Linked DNA regions of Sus scrofa: region 2 is linked to region 1. The links are chromatin contacts, called in public Hi-C maps. All regions are on one chromosome and are shown on one strand. Each heading gives the region's core, a stretch centred on a gene start, on an enhancer-like site or on the middle of the called end of the contact. The rest is flanking DNA. Distances are from core to core; before and after follow the strand shown.

What was found. Hi-C and Micro-C count contacts between places; a contact is called where the count stands out from the background.
Region 2: a contact with region 1 is called in a Hi-C map of skeletal muscle, with 8 times the contacts expected there. The contact joins the promoter of GEMIN4 here to the promoter of NXN in region 1. A contact is called at or near these places in 1 of 47 Hi-C or Micro-C datasets (skeletal muscle) and 2 of 2 datasets of contacts at active chromatin or transcription factors (alveolar macrophages and skeletal muscle).

Annotation. Positions count from the first base shown.
Region 1 is chr12:46,906,728-46,912,939 of Sscrofa11.1, reverse strand. NXN (nucleoredoxin) reads right to left here and starts at 3,765. Exons shown (of 8, transcript XM_021067528.1): 1 at 3,272-3,765. The coding sequence starts at 3,643.
Region 2 is chr12:47,105,828-47,112,039 of Sscrofa11.1, reverse strand. It overlaps GEMIN4 (gem-associated protein 4), which reads right to left and starts at 2,682. Exons shown (of 2, transcript XM_003131811.5): 1 at 2,417-2,682; 2 at 1-145. The coding sequence starts at 2,426.

The sequences.
Region 1 (6,212 bases), core at 2,516-5,015:
AATTAAAAAATAAAAGGACAGATCAAATCCCAAAAGTCCAAATCTTCACCACTTTCCAACTATTCATCACATTCTTCTCTCCAGAAATCTGAAAAATGCTTACCAACAAAACAAAAAAACAAACCTACTTATTAAAACAAATCTAACTGCCTTTACTTCAGGATTACATGTTTCCTGACAAAACTGCTCTTATAAAAGCACTCAAAGTTCTATTATCATCTAATTACAATTTCTATACAGCTATTTATGTGTGTGCTTGGAAACCAAAAAATGAAGTTTCAATTACCTTTGCATCTACCCCCAATGCAAGCAGGAACAGGACAACTTTCCATAAAGAATTTTTTTTTTTTTTTTTTAAGATGCTGGGCTCCTGTTATCTGGTGTTTTCTCACAGTTCCAATCAAGGTGAGAGGAGCCAGGCGAAAAATGCAATTCTGACATGTACGGTCGTCCCCAGACTGTCTTACTATACAAAGGGGAAATTAATAAAAGACAAAAAAGAAATACCACACGGCATTTTCTTTGCCCACCAGAGTTTTTCAATTTTCTTTAGAGAAATGCCAGCCAGTAAGTAATGAGAACCATATCCCTTTGTTACCCCAGTGGGAAGTGTACGCATGGCTTTAAGAACAAATGTTAATGAGAACTTTAAAAATTACTAATCTGGAACTCTGGTTTCCCTTCAGTGTAAAAACAAAATTCTCTCCTTTAATGCGATGGTCCATATTGAAACAATATGGACAGAGCCCATCAGCAAGAAGGGTTCACCCCCTCAGCGCTCTGAACTTGGGGTATCCTGAAGTTTTCACCGTTCTGATAGAATTGGCATCACAAGCTCACAGATTTCTAAGCACCCCAATTTTCAAACAAGAGAGACAGAAAACTCAGAGTTACAGAAAAAGAAACGGTTCTTCATCTCTTTGGTTTCAAGGGAGAAAATAATTTCTTTCAAAGTGAGTCTAGCTTTTGTAATTGCTAAGAGTATGTTTTCCATAAGAAACAGCTGGAGTGTTTGTTTGTTTGAACCTGGTATTATCACCACGAATCTAGGGTCAGATCTGGCGTCACCTATTCATGAACATCCAGCAGCAGAAACCACCTCCTCGAACACTGGATGGAGAAGAAAGTCAACTAGAGAATGTGAGTCAGAAAAACTCTGAGCAAAAACCAAATTTTTAAGATGCTCGCCCACCATGGCTTGCTTGGGCACGTGCCAGCTGTCTGTACTGTACTTTCAAATGAGGGGCTGCATCCAGACTCTCATCCTGGTGGAATGAGCAAGGCCAGGCTAGGGCCAGAGACCACTTTTTTTTTTTTTTTTTTTTTCTTTTTTCCCATGCAAAGGGGCCGACCAGAGCACAGAGAACCAGGCATGGCCTATGTCCTATCAAATATTCTCCTTTTTCAAGAAGAAGCTTGAAGCATTTGCAAAACATCTCAATTGGCTCCATGTTTTTAACTACCCAGCAAATTTATTTCCTCCACCTGTGGGGGGAAAACACAATAGGCCTCAGGTCTGCAACGTTTTACCATCATTGTGTATGTGCGAAAGTTAGAAATCATTTGCACTGCCCCATGAGGACACTGTTTTACAGAGACTTTGGTGGCCAATAGAAACTGGCTATAACCATGAAAATATTTCTTGATAAATCACTTTCTGAACATGACTCCTCCCCCAAAGGATCATAACCACCACCCAGGAAAACAAAGAATGTCCACATTTCAAGGTAAAAAAGGACTGGCCATTCCTCTTCACTATTATCAAGCACATAAATATAGGCAACATCATCTCAAAAGCGGTTAAGATGCCAAGTTTTGTCTCTGCATGGTTAGTGAGCCCATGTTTTTCCCCATGTTAAATTTACAAACTCTTATTTGTTAAACTGTATTTCATGCTTTAAATACCAAGTCTGTACCTTACTCTGCATCCATGGATGATTTACTCCAGACATAGGGGGTCACCGCCTAAGTCTTTTGCTCTAAAGCTAAATCGTGCCTCTCAACAAGATTCTGTACACATTAAAGAAACACATGGCGTGCCCTGACCATCCCGGCAGGACCTAAACCCCCCTGAACAGCCCATCTCCTGAACATGCCACAAACTCAGATTCTCCTCAGGAAAGGAAGGGGCTGGAGTCACACATTGCATCAGGCATACTAATGAAGCAGAAGCGCTCCAAAACTTCGCTGTTTCGATTCATGGCAAAATTTCCTGAATTCGTTTTATTAAAACAGACATCTTCATCCAACAGACACCACTCAAAACTCCCAGCTAATTTCAGCAGCGGGGTGGGGGGTGGGGGGGGAAGGAGGGATAAGTTGACAGCGAAGTATATACATTCCCCCCAATCCTCGTGTTTCTGGTCAATCTGCACCTATGGGATCAGTTCAGCATTTAAGCCGATGCCAAGACAATAGTGGCCCACCAACCAAGCAACGAAGAGCTGCCAGGACCGGTCTGGTCCTGCGCCCGGGAGGCATCTGGGGAGGACGGCTGGACAGCCAGACAATGAAAGGCTCTCCCGTGGCCACTAGTTCAGCTCGGCGCGGGCTCGGGGTCGGGGGGGGGGTGAGGGGGGGGAGTGGGGGGGTGGGGAGAGGGGGCTATGGAGGGAGGGCGAAGGGGACACGAGCGAGCTCCCTTCTAAGCCCAAAGCCACGGTCAGCAGGCAACCTCCCCAGGGCGCCGGGCGGCCTGGCCTCGGCCTCTGGGTCGGGGTCCCGAACTACAGGGAAGGAGCCCCAGGGAAGCAGATTTCTCTGGGAAAGAGAGGAAACTTCCTGGTTCGGGCATTATGGGTAGGGGGCTAGCACCCTCCCTCCCCCCCACCCAGGGCCAGCTATCCTCGGGGAGTCTAGCGCCCAGGGAAGGAACCGCCCCCCGCCCCGTGCTTCTGCCCGGGGATGGGGGTCACCGAGTCAAGACCCCCGAGCGCAGCCACCCCCTACACGAGGTTCTCAACATGTGGGGACCCGATTCTCGACTCCCCAAGGACGAGAGTCGGGTCCCAGGGGACGAGGGGTTTCAAACTTACACCGCAGGCACGGCCTGGCACACGCGCCGAGGAGTTGCCACTCGGGAGCCCCAAGGCGGCGGGGTCCGGGGACGGGGGGCGGGCAGAGGAAGGGGACGCTGAGGGGCAGGAGGGGAAGCGCGTGCAACGACGCAGGAGGAGGTGAGGGGACTCGGACAGAGGCAAAGACCCGGCTCTGGGGAAGGAGCGAGCTGCGCCCCCACGCCGGGGGCGCAGACGAGGCCGGCGCCGCTCACCTTCCTGTGTTTCTCCTTGTAGGGCAGCGCCAGCCACGGCATGTCCCGCACGAAGTCCTGCCACTGCCGCTGGTCCTGGTCGGAGGACACGAAGACGATCTCCAGGCGGCGCCGCGGCTCGGGCTCTGCCGCCGCTCCGGCCCCGGGCCCCGGCCCGGCGCCGGCCCCCAACCCGGCGGCCGCGTCCCCCCGCAGGCGGCTGTAGAAGGCAGCCAGGCTGGCGCTAAGCTGCGCGCAGGGGGCGCTCAGGCTGCAGCCGAAGTAGAGCCCGAGCAGTGAGATGCCGCGGGCGCCCAGCGAGTGCACGTCCACCTCCTCGCCGCCGCCGGTCACCAGCTTCTCGCCCAGCAGCTCCTCCAGGAAGCCCGACATCCTGGCCCACCGCAGCCCGGGCACGCGGGCACCCGGGCGGGCAGGCGGCAGCGACCCGGGTCCCTCAGTCCGCTCGGCGGGCGGAGGCGGCAGCGGCGGCGCGGGCGCAGGAGAGCGTTGAGTCCCGCCCACGACACGCCCTCCGCCACGCCCACACCACGCCCCCTTTGCAGCCTTGCTCGGGGCCTCCACACAGGCTGTGGCCGAGGGCGCTGGGGGCGCGGGCTCCCACCGCGTGGCCGAAGGGCTCTGGATGCTGCCTGGCGAGACAGCGGACCCGAGACGCTCAAGTCCGTCGGGAATACCCCGAACCTAAGCGAAGAAGGGAGAAGGGGCCCTGCTTGGTCTCGCCTCGCCCTGCATTTCCTCTCCGCTCCCAAATTCCAAATTCTCTCCGGGTTTTAAAGATTCCTACAGTCCCCCTCCCCGAGTTCTCTGCCCCATCCCAGTTCCTCCCCTTCCTCCTCTCTCCCCCTACACACGGGCTAACCCTCTGGCTATTTCGTACCCCACTGATCTCACAAGGCTTGTAAGACTTACCACCTTCACCACACAATCATAACTATCAGGCTAGGTCTTGCTCCGGGCACTTATTTCTCGAGTGTATGTTTTGTGTTCTCTACTGTAAGAGGACTGGAGGGCTCCCTCTCTTATTATTTTTGGTGTGGTTTCTGATCTAGTGCTAGGCAAACGGGAGGGAATCCATAAGTACTTGTAAAGTTGATCGCAAGTCGCCTTGTGGGATTTCAGTCTCCAGGTTGCCACTGCCACTCGTCACCACTGAATGGCTCTCTCTCTTCTATCTCCATAAATATAGGCAACAGATGCGGTGCGGCAGCACTATATCAATGCTGGCTGCGCTCCTGAACCGGCTCCAGAGCTTCTATCAAGTCTGTTGATAGTTGAGAAAATTTCTAGGGATTTTTTTTTTCTTTGCCAGCTGCCAAGATGCCACCCTATGCTCACAGAGAACCTGGATTAAACAGGAGATCTGTGGCAAGGCTTCCTGCCTCACACACACGAAAAATAAAAATATATAACATGCCCACCAGCAACCTAGCAACAGTGTGTCAGCTCGGCTACTAAACAACCTAGTGAAAGGAAAAGATACCCCTCTCACCCCCTCCACCAGCCCTTTACAAGTTATTTTTTGGGCATCTATCGCCATCTAGTGAAAAGAGTGCAAAAGAGAAAGAAACTGGAAGCCAAGCAGAGGATTTTTGTCATTTTACAGTGGCTTTCCAAACACACGCAAACACACACACGAATCATAGCCTGCTTTACAAGAGTTCATTTAAACCTCAGACTATAACCGCAAGCTTTTGGCAAAAACATAAGTTTTCATGCCTAAGGGTCTCGATTTTTCTGGGTTGGAACAAGCTATTCTACTGGTTTTGAGCTCAGTGAACTGTTACCACGTAAACTGGTGAAAGAGGTGGAGGCAGACCCCAGGAGTGGACAGTCAATCTCTTAAAATAATATCCACCCTGAGTGGCCACCTAACCCGGCTGCTCATTCACAAGCAGGTTGAGGATTGCTTTCTATCACAAAGGCCAATTCCAAGTTCACTCTTAGGGTCGTGCCAAAATTCTGGGCAACAGCCGAGACAGCATTATTATCAGACACGTGGAGAGCATCACTTTGTAGTGAAAACCTGTAAAAGTTGTTAACATAGCTGACCTTAAGTTATGAGGTATCTTTTAAAAGACTGGAAATGAGTTAAAGTGCTTTATTTTCTCATCCAAACCGTATCTGAAATACCCATGGGTGGGTTCCATTAGGCCGCATCCAGAGCATGCAAGACAGATTCCTGCAGCCTGACACTTTTCAAACAAACACTGAAGACATGTGAAAGGGCTGTGACCATCCTCTGGGAGCCGGAGGACAAAGTATTTGGCGTGGAGGGAGGTGAGGTGGGGATTGGGGTGACTGCAAATGTGGGGAAATAGTGAAGTCATTATTAGAGTACTTAACTTTGGTGTACTAAGTGCAAGTCTGTATAAAGAGGTGGTTTGTTCAGCATTTTCCTTTTATTATTTTACAGGAAAGCACTTTCCACTGGAGTGTGTCCAGACCAGCATCTGGCACCTGGGAAAGTGAGAGTTTGAACATACCGCACATGAAATATAAATAAAATTTAGAGAATTGTTGGTGCAGCAGGCCTTGGTTAGATGCCAAATATCGCAGCTGCCTTTTAAAGGAGTGTGGAAAGAGGGAATTTGCAATGGAAAATGATTCCAAAATCGTAATTCTTTTTCTTTTTTTTTTTTTTTTTTTTGGCTGCTCCCACAGCATGTGGAAGTTCTCAGGCCAGGGATCAAACCTGTGCCACAGCAGTGACCTGAGCAGCTGCTATGACAATGCCAGATCCTTAGCCTGCTGTGCCACAAGGGAACTCCCCCAGATCATAATTCCAGTGGGTGTTTGTTACAAGAAGAAACCTGAGAAGACTCACTTGGCTTTCTGTAAAGACTAGCCACATCCTTTGGCTTATGGGAAGCACTCTCTATGCATATGCGGTTCAAGAGACCCACTTAAAAAGTATATCCCTACTGGTATTTAGGTAGTT
Region 2 (6,212 bases), core at 1,433-3,932, 200 kb before region 1:
TCCCTCAGAGCCTCCACGATGGGCCGCCCGACGTGCTCCCAGTCAGACTTGGTCAGTTCTGCCAGAGCTTTGGGGTGGAAGAGCTGCTCGGCCAGCAAGAAGCCCCCGTGCAGAATAGTCATTTCTTCACAGATATTCAAAGGTCCTGCACAGACACAAGCCGAACAGGACGGAATGTGGTAAAAATGTTCAGAACAGCAAGCAGAGGTCAGAGGGAAAGACGGCACTTAATCGGGGGCTGTCGTGATTCGCCTTAGAGATAAGGGGTTTAAATGAAACCAGTAGGAGAGGGGGAAGAAGGGGTCAAAGAGCCACTGCAGGGGCTCCCGCCATGGCTCAGTGGTTAACGAACCTGACTAGTATCCATGAGGACTCGGGTTCGATCCCTGGCCTTGCTCAGTGGGTTAAGGATCCAGCATTGCTGTGGCTGTGGTGTAGGCTGGCGGCTACCCCTAGGCTGGGAATCTGCATATGCCTCAGGTGGGGCCCTTAAAAAAAAAGTCCTTCCTCCAGTGAGCCTTGAAGAACTTAGCAAGGAAGACATCTTGGGATGTTTAATTAGACATGGGTTTAAATCCTAGCTCAGCCATTTAAAAGTGGTATGATCTTGGACAAAATACTTCTCTGAGCTGCCCTTCTGCTTACGTGGGGATAATACCAACTTCACATTAGGACTGCGAAGACCAAAGAGGACATGCCAGTCAAGCCCTGGGCACTACTGGCTTCTGATCTCATCTCCCAGGGCTGCTGAGGGTCAAGTAAGACACAGCTACAATCAGACTCTGGCTACAAAGAGCCTGATTAAGGGCTCACTAAACACTGGTTCCCTCAAACCTCTCCACTGTTGGCAGGACCCGATGAATTGTCTCTCTTCTTTGCCTCCTCCAGCTCAGAAAAAGCAAAGGACATGGGTCTCTCTCAAGTATATCTTCTCTGGCCCCGAAACGAAATCAAGAGCATGAATACGGCTCACCCCCGACCCCTCTCCCCTTCCCTAGTGCCCCTTCCTCAGTCCTTCATGCCCCCAAGAACACATCTTCCCCACTTTCACAGGCCGGGAGTCAGCAGAGAGAATCTCGATTCCAGGAGACTCTGCTTAAGGGAGCAGCACTCCTAGGTGACCTACCCGTGAAGGAATCCACCCTGGGGCCCAGTGCCCGAGGCAGACCTGGGGGAGGGTTAGGCTGCTGAGGGGTCTCCCTGGGGGTTGCTGGCCCTTCTTTCTGGCTCAGGCTGCTCTCCCAGGGACCCGAAATATGCTCCCTTCTGACTGTCAATGTAATTTTACTGCATTATCTGCTCAGCTGAGATGTTTGGTCCTGAGACCAACTTTCAAGAGACAGTAAGTACATGTGCTACCTGAAGGAGTAAGTCTCAGAAGCAGTGAATGGCTGGGCAAATCCCAAACTGTTTTTTCACTACAGGTTAACTGGTGCTTGTGATCACCCACTCCTTATGTTAATATTAAGGGCTTACTCGGTACCAGGCACTGTGCTAGTTGGTGTGTTAAGATCTCTTTTAATCTTCAACCTTTTGAAGACCGTTCCTGTTTTGGAGGTGGAAACATTTAGGACTGAAACAAGCTGCCCAGGATGCGGGAACTACAAAGCGGTGGGGCTGGGACAGATCACCACAGCTGCAGGGCTCCAAACTCTTCCTACTCTACCCTCCCCCGCTGCTGGGGACAGCGACCTGAACGCTTCTCTACAGCCCAATACCGGCACATCTTGGAAAGCCTCACCCCAGCTCTCCCAGAAGTCTCCTGGTCTAATGCCCTTAAAAGCACGTCCAGGTTGGGGGGGGGGGGGGCAGGGCAAGGAGCCGCCGATTTAGACTAGCTCCCCGCTCCCAGACTTTGACTCTGAGGAATCCAGATGCACGAGCCACCTCCGCTGCTACAAACGGTCCCCACAACTGCCGGTGTGAAAAACGCTAGCTCTGCGCCAGGTACCCGACCGGACACTGTACACAAGCGACCTCGGTGAAAACTTCCCCAAACTCTCTGAGGCGGATACGATATCGTCACCACGTTTTATCTATGAAGACCTCAAGACCGTAAGAAACTTGTTCAGGAACTTACTAAACGTCCAATAAATGAAACCGCCGGGGCATCAGGGATCCCCCGGGGCATCCTCCTCGCCCGACCTTTTCCTAAGCACGTGCCCGAACCCGTCCGCTCCCGGGAACGCTAACTTCACATCCGCTTGGCCCGCAGTCGGCAAGAGGCGGGCCGAGACGCCGCGGGGCCGGGGCTGGAGCCCGGCCGCTCCGACCCCGGTCTCCGGGACACCCCCGCCCTCTCAAACCCCTCCCTGACCCGGAGGTCTCCCTCAGCCAGGACCCGCTCAGCACTGCGTGGTCGCCGGTTGGGGGACGCGGCTCTCGCGGGCCCGGGACAGGGGAGCCAAACACCCACCTAGGTCCATGGCGGCGATGCTGGCGGCCTGGCGGCGGCGCGAGCCACCCCTCTCCCGCCCGGGAGCAAGGGCGGCGCAGGCGTCACAGCACAATGGCAGGCGCCGGGGGGCGGGACAATGGGCCGCGTGTCGGCCCCCGCCCTCAGTCTCAGCTCGGGTTCCACGCGGTTTCTCCGCCGACCTCTGTCGCTCAGCGTGTCCGCGGCGTCGGGACCGCCAGGCCCACAGCGCCCCCTATCGGCCCCAGCCCTCGACGCAGCCAACAGGCAAGTACCCACGCTTCCGTCCCCACGGCGAGCCCCGCCCCTTCCTCTCCCCAGGCCCCGCCCCCAAGGCGCCCGCCCCTCCCAGTCCTGGCTCCGCCTCGCCAAGCGTCTGTGCTCTCAGGCTCCTTCTCCCTGGGCCCTAGTGAGTCCCACCCGCTAGTTACATCGTAGCCCCGCGTTCTCCCGCATGCAGTTATCCGCTGATCTGTCGCACACGGCTCACCCTCACTGAACGCCCCTCCCCAAGCCGCCCACTAACTTGCACAGGCGCACCATGCCCTGAAAGGCTTCCTCCTCCGCAGAGGGTCTCTCTCAGAACCCCCTGGCCCCTCAGCAGTCCGCCTTCAGACAGCAATAGCTGCTCCATCATTTTCTGGCATCAAAGACGCCTTTGAAACGTCAATGAATTGACCTCCTCCTTATAAAATGAGCCAAAATACTTGGGCAGATCTAATTCAATAGGGCCTGATTTGCAATCTATGAAAACACATTTGATTTCCCACTGAGGAAACAAGTATTCTATGTTCTTCCCACACATTGCCCTGTCTCCCTTTCTCCCTTTCCCTCCTTCTCAGACTTAATCACCAACCTCAAGTGTTTCTAACTTTCCATCCAACAGCTTCCAGCGCCAGATAACATCTAGAAAAGACAGAGGGGCCCAGCCTCAGCTCTCCCAATGTGCCAAGTGGAGTTTGAGATGGCCTGCGCTGCCATCAAGCAGTTGAAGGGGCCAGTGAGTGATAAGGAGAAATTGCTGGTGTACAGCTTCTACAAACAAGCCACTCAGGGCGACTGCAACATCCCTGCCCCTTCAGCCACTGATGTGAAAGCCAAGGCCAAGTGGGAGGCATGGAATGGGAACAAAGGGATGTCCAAGATGGACGCCATGAGGCTCTATGTTGCCAAAGTGGAAGAACTGAAGAAAAACGAAGCCGGTTAGGGAGGACAGAGTGTCACACAGAATGAAGTAGCATGGTTCCTCTGGTAGGGAATGGGGCTTCTTAAAAGACCTTGCTGGGGGAAATGTCCTGAAACCCTAACAAACCAGAGCTGAGACATCAATAAATCACTTAAACTGCATGAGTGATTGTCTGCTGCTGGAAAACTGATGAATTCAAAGCGACTATGAGAGTCCTGGGGAGATATCCAACATGTATAAAAAGAATCTATCTTGGGAGTTCGTGTAGCAGTGCAGCAGAAATGAATCCGACTAGGAACTATGAGGTTGCGGGTTCGACTCCTGGCCTTGCTCAATGGGTTAAGGATCCAGCACTGCCATGAGCTGTGGTGTTGGTCGCAGGTGCAGCTTGGATCTGGCATTGCTGTGGCTCTGGTGTGGGCCAGCAGCTGCAGCTCCGATTAGGCCCCTAGTCTGGGAATCTCCATGTGCCTCAGGTCAAAAAGGACAAAAGACAAAAAAAAAAAAAAAAAAAAAAAAAGAATCTATCTCTCCTGGGAGTTCCCTTTGTGGCTCAGTAGTTAATGAGCCCGACTAGGATCCGTGAGGATGAAAGTTCAATCCCTGGCCTCGCTCAGTGGGTTAAGGATCCAGCATTGCCGAGAGCTGTGGTGTAGGCTGCAGACACAGCTCGGATCCCATGTTGCTATGGCTGTGATGTAGGCTGGCAGCTGTAGCTCTAATTCAACCCCTAGCCTGGGAATTTCCATGTGACTCCGGTCCGGCTCTAAAATAGACAAAAAATAATGAAAAAGAATATCTTTCCTTTAGGGACAGTTCCATCCAAACTGGCTTTCTGTATGATTTTGAGTAAGGAGCTCCCATCCTTTCTATTCTCAGAGCATGTGTAGATATTTGGCAGGAGCGGAGGAGCTGGGGGAGAATCGTGCTTTGAAAATGCTCATGAGACCATTCTTCAGAAGCTGAGCCTCTGGGGTTGAGGCGGAGAAGGAAGGAGAGGAGGCTAAGGCCCCTTATCTCATCCGAGGTTGTCTAGTCACTACTAACCCAACATTACTGAGGGGAAAGGGGCTCTGTCTTCCAAAAAGCTAAAGTCAAATCCTACTACCCAAAGCCCCTACTGAACACAGGCCTGATGAGATGAATGTTTTGAGGGAAGTCAATTTTTTTTTCTTTTTTTGGTGGCACCCTCGGCATATGGACGTTCCTGAGCCAGGGATAGAATCCAAGCCAGAGCTGCAGCCTTCACAGCTCTGGCAACACCAGATCCTTAATTCACTGTGCCACAGTGGGAACTCCGAGAGAAGCCAAACTTTAGTGAAGTAATTGATGAACTGATGCATCCCAACACAGCAGTTGAGAAACCCTGGAACAGATGGTTTCAAAATCCCAGCCTCTAAAACTCACTTAAAGCTATGCAATCAAAATCTTCACAGGACTACTCCCTTAGCTAACTGTGGTCTCTGCTTGGGGATGTTTGTGGGACAGTATGTACACATGTGTAAATGGGGTTTGTTTTAGGAGCACAGTGCATCCCTTGACCTGTGCAAGGGCCCAGCTTCTCCTCCAAGCGTCACCACAGAGGCATCAATGCACAGTGGTGCACTGGGATATGGAGTGCTACGTGGTACTATTAAAGACATTTCAGGGAAAACTGTCTGCTGTGGCATAGAATTTCTAATACTTTCCTCAATTAAAAACTATTTTCACAGCTCATGACATCATGTCAGCTCCAGTTCATGCAAGACCTATTAAGCAATAGAAGAAACCACCATAGGAATTCCAGTAGTGGCTCGGAGGTAATGAACCCTAGTTCAATCCCTAGCCTTGCTCAGTGGCTTAAGGATCCAGCATTGCCATGAGCTGCAGTGTAGGTTGCAGACATGGCTTGGACCTGATGTTGCTGGGGCTGGGGTGTAGGCCGGCAGCTGCAGCTCCAGTGTGACCCCTAGCCTGGTAACTTCCACATGCCATGGGCGCAGCCCTAAAAAGACAAAAAAAAAAAAAAAAAAGAAACAACCATAAATAAGAATTCGGAGGATAAAAGAAAGCAAATTTCACCAGATATCTTCAAGATCCTACATTCCTGTATTTGCAGGAAATTGCTACAGACTTAAACACATTACTTAAGAATGAAGTATACTCAGGATACCACAGTGGCTGAAAAACTCTTCCTTATAAGCATTGGGCATCCTTTGGAAGATATCATGAACACATCTTGATGCTTTTAGGACCACATTTCACATTAAATGCGAATGAATGTTAAAAATAATGATAGAACAACTCTTTCCAAAATATGATTTTGATTGAGGAGCTGTAAGTATAGCCATACCATTCTGCAAATCATTATGAAACCAGATAAAGTGAAACGGTACCACAATTAGGACTGTAAACAGCAACTGCAGAATGCATTATTACAAAGAAACAGAAAAAAGCAAAGCATAGTGTACACAGTGTGCTGAGTTTTGTGGCAAAGAAGGGAGAAAATAAGAATATATTTGTTTGCCTAATGAGGAGAAGGCAGGGCGAATGGGACTGATGGGGCAGGTAGGAGCAAGACTTTTCCGTGAGTACCTTTTCATACTGATTTGATTTTTCTGGCCACACCCA